Linked DNA regions of Anser cygnoides: region 2 is linked to region 1. A link is a contact called in public Hi-C data. All regions are on one chromosome and are shown on one strand. The core of a region is the stretch at or near the end of the contact, and the rest is flanking DNA. Distances in the headings are between cores, read along the strand shown. Region 1 holds the start of TMEM132C (transmembrane protein 132C). Region 2 overlaps TMEM132C (transmembrane protein 132C).

Region 1 (4,804 bases), core at 679-3,178:
CCCAACATCTGCTTTCTGAAGTTCTGTCAGATTATTGCTTCTGACAAACTTTTGCTTGCAGTGCAGTCTTAGGGCTGGCTGATGGGTTTGTGATTTTATTTTGTTATTGGAAGTCTACATAGCACAAAAGATGGCTCTTTTTTTATCTTGAAATGAACACGTTTTCTCATGAAGAAAAAAAAGTGAAAAATCTTGTACTTCAACTATTTTCCTTTTTATGATGAATGTTACACATCTCTGTGCTCGGTATGAGACAAACTTATAGCTTTTTTATTGTCCAACAAAATAGCAAATGGGATAGCTGTAAGTACCTATTCTAATGTTCAGTTACCTACACAATATGTTACTCCTCAAAGTGCATGATCATGTGTTTGCCTGAGAAATGTTGGTGAGATACATTTACCATACAGAACTGCCGCATACGCAGCAGGTGCACCTTCAAAATACAAATTGTACAAAATATCTCAATTTCTGCACACGGGTTTAGAGTTCCCCTATCAATTGCTATCTGCACATGGCAATATGTGCTTTGATTTGATGCATTCTTTTTTCTGCTTTCATTTTTCAGTTTGCATCAGTGAATTGGCATGTGACTTCAACATTGTGGCTGACAAAATCTAAAGAGGGGTTGGTGAGAGACCTTGATGTAGGTAGCATTTTCAGCTTGAAGGACACTTGAAAAATTTAGGAGTCTGCCTGACCCTAAGAAAGAAGTCAGCTTTGGCCAAGTCACATTCTATTTGTTCCTGAGAATGTTCTATATTTCCTTATGCTTACTGAAGGGAACATACTAGCCTAAAAAATTAGGCATAGCTTCTATTGACAATTTTGGCTCCAAAATATTGCATCTACAATGGCAAGAAATCAAATTTCAATGGAATAATGACAGCTGTAGCAAAATCTATTATATTTAGACATCTCTATACTTCTACTTCTTACCCATGAAAGTCGCTGCCAATGGGTTCTACATAGAATTTCCAAAATTTTCTTCAGAACATTTTAGGCAAATAATGTTATATACACTCCAGCTTGGTTATGATAAATAGCACATAATACTACATGTCAATATTTCCAAATAATCTCATATTCCCTCTAGTTTACATTATGTTGAAATTTTCTTTGCAATTTAAAGAAAACAAAGTTGGTAGTTTATGAATGATGATTGCATTGTTTTTTGGTCCCTTGGTAAAAGTTGCCTTGGAAAGGCTTTTGTCTTGACTGTATCTGCTTTCTGTTATAAATCAGATGAATTGTGTATACACATTATGTACAAATTCAAGTGTAGACAGGATATAAATGCTTGTTAGCTGCTGTGTTTTACTGTTGACTGCGGGATTCTTACATTTAAAACCTCTAACAAGTATCTGTAGTGTCTACAGAATTTACAATCAAGCAGAAAAGGCTATAGCTGTTACATGTTTGAATTATTTTTTCACTGAGAAATGTTTCTTTACATTCCTGTGAAAAAATTATCTTAGGATTGCATCCATATGATATACTTTTTTTTTTTTTTAATGTATTTCAACTAGCTGCTATTAGCTTGATTTTTTTTTCTATTTGAATCAGCTGTTTTTATGACAATAAAATCATGTAAACCATAACAGTCCCAAGCATGCTCCTTCATCATCACTTCCTCATCAGAAGTCCCTATTTTAAAGTAGTTTTTCTTGACTTGGCTTATCAAATTGGGAACAATGTCTTGTGTAAACAATGGGCTTTATAGAATTAGCATAGATATGCTTTATTCACTTTATTTAGAAAAATATCTAATGATAAACTTTGACACCTGTTTTGCTACCTGACAACAGATGGAGAGAACTTCACTAATTTTAGCTTATTAACCAGTCATAGTTGACTGGCTGTGACTCTTCACCTGAAGAATGAGGGCTTAATTTCTCAGACAAAAGCAGAGGGTAGGGTTGTAGAGGGTAGGTTGTTCCCTGCTTTGGGGATTTCTGCACTCAATATTTTCTATTATGATTAAAATATCAGAAAAGATACCTGCTGGATTATCTGGATCAAGTTAAAAGATGGGAATAAAGATGAGGCATGAGAATTATGTTTAGAAGATGAAACTATGCAGAAGGAAATGGAAGTGTGAGAGGTTGGGCTGGAGATGGGTGAAATCCAGGTGGGTTGAGCAGTTCTGAGGGACTAGTGGTGGACTGTAATGGCACAGCACGCAAACCAACGTGATCAAAATCTGTCATGCATCCCTCTTGCTCTTTCTGGAGGGATGTGTATGTGTGTAGTAAACTTTCCTGTTTTGGTAATGTTCTTTTATTTTCTATATATCTGGCACTATACCTGGACTTGAGAAGGGAGGACTGAAGATGTGAGGTCAGTGGTGGCCCATAGTTTCTGAGGGGGCTTCCTCTACTCCCCAGGGCCAGCCGGTCTGGGGGTGCCTTCATTCGGGTGCCCTGCCCCTCCAGTCTGCCCTTGGCCCCCCATCGGGCCGAGGTTCTCCTCTCCTGCCATGTCGGCTTGGCAAACCTCTTCTCCCCTCACGGTCCAGGCGCTGCGAGTGGCGGTCTCACCTCAGCAGCGCTTTCCCGCGGGCGCTCTCCGTGACAGGACCGTTACCGGTTCCCGCTCTCCCCCCTCAGCCTCCCGGTGCCGGGCGCTCGCCCCTCAGCCCGAGGCTTTCCTGACCCTCATGCCCCGCTCCCCGGTGGGGGGTGGGTCCCCCGGCTGTGGTGATGGTGGTGGTTGTGGTGACAGTGGTGGTGGTGGCACCCCCGTCCCCGGGGGCGGGCTGCCCGGTGCACGCGTGGGTTCCCTGATTGGAGCTGGTCCTCCCTCAGCCCGCAGGTCACCGCCTCCGCTCCCCGCCGGGGCTGGGCTCCCCTCCTCTCAGGGAAAAGTGCGTCTGTGTGTGTGTGCGCGTCTGCTGCCGGCCCCCAGATAAAGGCACGGGAAGCGGAGCCGCAGCGAAGGGCGCCCGTGTTTAGCGGCGAGCAGCCGGGGGGCGACCCAGCCCCTCCGCTCGGAAAGTTTTCCTTGGCGGGGCCGGGGGTCCCGGCAGCCGCTGCCCCCCCCCCCGGCTCTGGGGCAGGGCTTCGAGGGGCCGGCATGGGCAGGAGCCCCCCGCGGTGCTGAGCGGGGTCTCGGTGTGTGCCTGCGGCGATGGCGAGCCGGGGGAGCTAGCGGGGCGACGGCGGCCGAGCCTCCCGGAGCCGCTCCCGGGACGTGTCCCCGTCTCGGCGGCATGGCGGGGGCTACCCGCGGCGCCGTGCCCCGCCGGGCGGCTCTCAGCCCGCTGCGGGCGGCCCGCAGCCTGCTCCTGGCGGCCCTGCTCCGCGGAGGTAAGCGGGGGGGCCGCGGGGCGGTCGCGTTCGCGCTCGGGCTGAGCTGGGTGAAGCCCCTCAGGCTGGCCGCTCGCTTTTCGCGGCGTGTGGGCTCAGTTCCTCCTTTCTCCTCGTTATTTCCTTTATCTCCTCTCCACGCCTTTATTTTCCCTTTTAAAATCCTCTCTCTTTCTCCTCTGTCTTACAGTTTCGCCCCCCCTCTCTCCCGTCCCCGTGTTTATGTGCATGGGAGAGAACCTTGCGAGCTTGCATCTGGCTGAAATGGGAAACGGGGAAAGTTTCCTTCCTCCCCGCCTCGGCGGTGGTGGTGTGTACCGACACATCTCGGAGATCCCCCTGGAGCAAAGGGCCCTTCTGCGTGGGAGGGGGGTGGGGGGCCCGGGCCCAGCGTGGGACGGGACGGGCAGCAGGGAAAGCTCCGAGGCACCAGGGGAGCAGTGGCAGTGTTAAGATCGTGGAATAGCATCCTTTAAATGAAGCGGGAGTTGTACAGGGGTAGCTTTAAAGAACGGGTAGAAGCCCTATTACCTGGGCTGGGCAAGGTGGCCGTTATCTGGGTTACATGGCCAGCTGTGGGCTGTGGTCGCAGGAGGTCATTTGGGTGGTCTGCTGCTGCCTCTGGTCACTGGGCTTCTGGGCCAGAGTCGCCTGGACAAAGGCAAGTCTGCTCTAAAGCGACTCGGGGATGCAAATTGGGTGGGATCCAAACAGGTTTCTACGCAGAATTATAGGTGACTGCCGTGTCTCCATGTCTGGTGATCGTGCTCAGACCACGTTAGTTGTGGACATCTGAACACAGCACCTACCCCTTGCCTTTTGGGGAGATGGAAACTTGTCAAGGTCTTTGCAGTTCCAGCTGTTGTGGTCATCCCTGGGCAATAAATATATATATATTTTGCTCTTATTCCCATTGCTGTTAGTGGTGCTAAATGACTAACATAAGGAGATTACTAATAGGAGTCTTCACTGTTCAGTTTGGTCCAGCCCTGCTGACTTCTTTCTCAGGGTGGTTGCATGGAGAGGCAGCCAGGATGTGTACAGAAGTATCTCAAGTGAAACAAAGGTAGAATTGGTGGTAAATCTTTTCCCACCCAAGAAAAACAGAGAAAGAACAGAGTACTTGGTACTGTGGTAAGCTCTTGGTAGGGAAAGCAGAGTACTTGGCAGAAAACTGCATGGCCTCTTAATGCCAGTCATTTTAATATAGTACATTAAAACTAATGGACATCCAAGTGACTCAATGTGCTGTGAAAGTGCTGATGTGAAGAATCTGAAATATGGGGTTTTGTTTGGGTTGCTGCAGTCTGGAGGTGAGAATCCTATTAGCCGCATGCTCACCTTCAGAGTCTGCAGGAGACTAAGACTTGTAAGGAGGGTTTGGCATTTTTTTCTAGGGCAATATTTCTCTTCTGCCATGCAGCTTTTACAGTCACAAATGCATCTTCTCCAATAAGCATTTGCATTAGACTTAATAGAGTTAGGCACTGATATAT
Region 2 (4,804 bases), core at 1,049-3,548, 34 kb after region 1:
TAACACCAACTTCTTGCCTCTTCATAGTGCAGGCTTCACATAAACGTAGCTATTGTTACACAAAGCTGGGACAGAGAAACACAGTGGTCCATCAAACAGTGTCCGAGCTCTGGAGGTGGCCTTTTTCAAATGCCTCAGAGGAATGCAGGAGAAACCCCCTAATGTGCCTAGCCAATTGTGCAACCCTATATGATAGGGCTGAAGGGAGGGGACTGGATTTCTTCCCAACCCCCACCTGTCAGTCAGCTTAGCCCTGAAGGATAAGCTGATCTTTTGAAGTTAAGGCTTAAAATTGTTGAGACCGGAGGGCATTTCTAATAGGTTACCGGGTTAGCAAAGAAAAACGTCGGTGCTGTGTATGGTATCAGCTTTGCTTTGATCAGGCATTGTTGTGTGTACACACGCGCGCACGCAACACTGATTTAGTAGCTGTTACTTACCGCTTACCTGCACTGTCCACTTGCTAAATCAGAACCAGAGGATCTGTGCAATGCAGTCCTTGAGAGAACAGATCTGAGAGCTTTTTCCAGAGGTGCTGACTAACGAAGGCTGGCTGTTTGTTGACAAAACAATGAAGGAGCAGTGTATGAACTCTGCCTTGCCCTATCTACATGTGTATGTAAGTGCATAAAATAGGAGGAGGTGGATGATCTGATTTGGAGCTTTCAGTGCTAGTGAAATATGAATAATAAAACCATAAGCTGGCACAAACCTACCAGGAGCGATGCACTGAAAATACAACTTTTGAGGGGAAACATCTTCTTCACCCGTCACAAACAGCCATACCATAAATTTTCTCCCTTTTCTGGTTTTAGTGCTGTTGTAAAAAGCCCAGGCCGGCTTTAAAAACCTAAAACTTTCTCTTACAATGGCCCAGGCTGAGCTTTGAGACACTGCCACAATTCATTGTCTGGGGAAGAACCCTTGCTGGGAAGGCTGTGATTTATATCAGCCTGCCTGTCATAGGGTGAAAGGAATGCCCAGTTTTTCATTTTGATCAAATGTTAGGTTTGAAAGCCACCCACTGCTGTAAACTCAGTTGGAGTGGCGAGATGAGATGGAGCACATTGCATGCTTTGTTGCTGAGATAGTGTTTTAAGGCTGTCTGAATCTGTTTCCCATTGCTCAGTGCAGGGGGGAAATATGTGGATTTAAAAGAAGGGAAAATTAAACTGAACGCTTTTTTCTGTACTCTTAGTGAAATAGCAAATGGGCTGAGGGCAGTTCAAGAGTACACTCACTTCACAGTAGACACTTAGAAGAAGAAAAAATCTTTGTAATTCATTTGGAGCCAGAGTAGATGAACCTGTAGGGAAGATGAGAGTGGAATTTTACAGGGAGACTAGCAGAGATAATCACCTAGCTTCTTCTGAAAGCTGATAGACCTGTCCTTATGCCTAAAACTGGAGGGGGGGTGGGAGGAGGGACGTGACTGTTTTCTTCTGTAATTGGATTTATTTTCTTTCATCGGATTTCTTCCTTTCCCCTCATCCCCTCTTTTTTTTATCTTCTGTTTAGCAGTTATTGCCTGGACTTTCCTTTCTGAAAGGATGAATGCTGATACAGTTTTATTTCTATTAAAAATCAGCAATAATTTCTATCTTTTTCTCTTGATGGTGTTGTCAGCAGCACATAGGACTTTCTCTGGTTTTGAGTTACATTGTAAATTTCCAACTTTGACTAGTCTTGTTAAGGTATAAAAGCATCTGATCTGAGTTTGTGGCTTTGAATTCAAATGACATTCATCTTCTGATCTTTCTTAGGTTAGTGCTCATTTTGGCTGAATTTGCTGACAGTTAACATTTTTACCTCATTAATGGTACTCGTGTTTACGCAGTCCTTCCTAGCACTAAATTAAATCAACACTGACTCTTGTATTAAGAATATATATTAAAAATAAATAAATCTGTGCTGTTGAGTATGGCTGTAGACTATGATCTCGATCTTCAGTTTGTATAATGCCAATGAGCAACTTCTGTGAGTAAAGAAGTTTACTTACTGAGTTCAGAGTTCACTACTATGAATAAGAAAATCTTTCTTACGTACCTCTACTGGTATTAGATTTGTGAATGTAAAATTAGATGCTGTAGGTAATTCCCCCTGTTCCACCACCACAAGCTGTCTGAGTACCCTTGGGCAAGTCACGTCTGCTCAGATACAAGAAGGGATAATAGCCTCAGAGGTTTAAAAATAAACACGTTCAAGATTATAAAACTGTGGTGACAGTGGCAAAAAAAAAAATCTCCAGTGTACTTTAACCAGTATATTTGATCAGTCCTTCAGGTCAGAGCAGATTTAAAGGCCATCTGTGGTGTGACTCCACTGACTTACATAAACCAGGATCAAACTCGATTCATGTATTTGTGTGGTCTGACCCCTTTGAATTCTCTGGTCGAGTTGTGTTAGGAAGGGAGAGAAGCACAAAGGTTCACTTGGACTTTTGTGTGTCTAAATAAAACAAAATCCTGTCAACAGCTGACTACAGGACTCTTGTTGTGCAATTTTTATCACAGTTTCAGGAACAGAAGTAGCAAGCTGAAATGTGCCTTTCAAATTACAAATACACAACACCTCTGAATGTTTTCATTAGGGCAGTTACTGTGGGAATTATGAAGTAAATGATTTTTCCCATGAAATAATATACTATTTTTTAATGATAAAGCTGATGAGCTAGAAACTTAGTTATTACTTCATGAATGCCTTTTAAAAACCTTATTTTAAATCTTTATCTAAAATTATACCTGTGTTTATTACATGTTTTCATGTTTCCAGGCATATGGAGAAGAGTTATACTATGGTCACAAAATTCTGTTCCCAGCTGGGAGTGACCAAAAGGACAGACTGATTACAATACCTAGGTCTGGTCTGTAAAGCTGGTTTGCAAATGTAGAAAAAAAAATGATAATAATTCAAGGTCTGTTTCACCAGGACATCAAAGGCTAAGGTTTTTCAACATCATGCTACCACTAATTCCCAGCTGGAATGTGTTAACTGCAGCTATTATTGTTTGAAACGGCAAACATCAGGTAATGTTGCACTGTGGAGCTGGAAACGTTTGTCAGACTTCTTACAGCTCTTGTTCTTGAAATCTGCATCCTCTTTTTTGTCCTAAGTTTCAGCTGAACTCTGAACATCCGAACTTACTACTGATATTCTTGATTAAATAGCTGGTGTAAATTAGGGAGTCCTTTGAATGAATTCAAGTGGTTCCTGGAAGTTTAGGGACCTAGCTATTTCATAAAAAATGCTTTCACCACAGTCCCGTGATGTAGAGAGGTCTGGAAATAGCTGGAGGGCCAGATCTGATCTCTTGTGAGACTGGAATTTGTTTAGGGGAGTTCTTATGTGACATTCCCTCCCACACCTGAGTTTTGTTAGTTATATACATTTTATAGAGCAGAAAAAGAGTGCTTCTGGAAGCTGTCTTAAAAATGTGGGTTCTGAAGAGATTTGGGGCAAAGAGTGTAAATTCCTTTTAAACCCCATTTGTACAAATAATTTACAGAATAAGGATTTTGGACAAGTAAGAGGGGCTGAGGGCTGGAATGTGTGGGCTATGTGGGATTCACGTAGAGCAGCTGAAACAAAATAGTTCATTTCAAACACCTATTGTATGGCTTTCCTCTCTGTTCTCAAGGAGATGATGAAGAAAAAGACAATTTTGCAGCTGATTAATCATTGGGAAACAGTAATCACTAATGGTGTGTTTTGGATCATTATTCAAGGACTTTCAGACAAAAATAAACAGGAGAACTACAACAGTAGCTTTCTCTAATTATTTTTCTGTGCTCAGCCCTATTTCATGTATACAGCAAACCATTTCTCTTCTTCCAATTTATCGTCAATGATCTCTGGGGCATAGATTCAAAACATCCTGCAGAGCTTGTTCTAGAAGCTGACTTGATGAGAGCATATTTACCTTTTTTTTTTTTAAGAGATTATTTATTATGGAATTAGTTCAGACTCTAAAATCGTAGCTTAGATTTTATAGCCTACTTAAATGCATAAATCTGGTTGAAAATATTTTGAGACAAATCTTTCCCAGGTGTAAATTGGCACAGTCTCTCCAGAGCTGAAAAACTGTGGCGACTTGTACGTGCTGAATGTTGGACCCCTTTGATTTGTGTTTTCTCCATGTGTGTAATGCACTGAGAAAAAAGACAACCCTCTTTAATCTGAGGAGAATTTAGACACTAATCAAGTGCTAAAGAGGCACCACGCTGAGGCTGAGAGCTAAAATCCTGAGGATGAAATCAAGTAATTGCTTTATCTTTCTTTTCAGACATCTAGAGATGCTTAGAGGCAAAACTAAAAGAAAATGAATGAATGTAACCAACTGGATTTAGCTGTGGATGGATGTATTAAACTTCCACTGAAAGCAACCAATAAGTGACATTCGCTACAGCTCACAGAGGCTAACACTGGGCAACACCACACCACTATTCTCACATCTTTGACTTGGTATATCCTGTAAGTGCCCAAATTGGTGGAAAATGGGCTTGATTTAGGAATTTTATTTTATTTTTTTTTTTTGCTGAAGGTAGTTCATAATGGATAATCTACCATAGATATTTACATTTGTTCACTAGTCAACTATGTGTCTCTAGGGTCTTTAATTTCTCTGAAATCCCTGCACTTGTCCAAACCCTGAGCAGTGATGGCACTAGAAGTTTGTTTAGTGACTTTCCTCATGAAAATATGCAAGACTAGTGGCTCCCAAAGGAGCAAGTCAAAAAAGTCTAGGAGATAAACCAGGGAAGATGGAGCACTTCTTTAAAATGAGTCATTGAGTCTGCGTAACATC

The links. A called contact is a pair of places that touch in the nucleus more often than the background predicts.
Region 2: a contact with region 1 is called in a Hi-C map of liver, with 2.0 times the contacts expected there. The contact joins the enhancer-like site here to the promoter of TMEM132C in region 1. A contact is called at or near these places in 3 of 7 Hi-C or Micro-C datasets (all in liver).

The regions. Positions count from the first base shown.
Region 1 is chr17:4,958,245-4,963,048 of Taihu_goose_T2T_genome, forward strand. TMEM132C (transmembrane protein 132C) reads left to right here and starts at 1,929. Exons shown (of 9, transcript XM_066979274.1): 1 at 1,929-2,131.
Region 2 is chr17:4,992,298-4,997,101 of Taihu_goose_T2T_genome, forward strand. The region is part of intron 1 of TMEM132C (transmembrane protein 132C); the gene reads left to right. Among named protein-coding and RNA genes, the nearest start is that of TMEM132C, 35 kb to the left of the region's middle. Within about 2 kb of position 2,299, at least 2 of the 3 cell types and tissues checked have open chromatin away from gene starts, as enhancers often do. A contact at or near this core is called in liver, where this site is marked.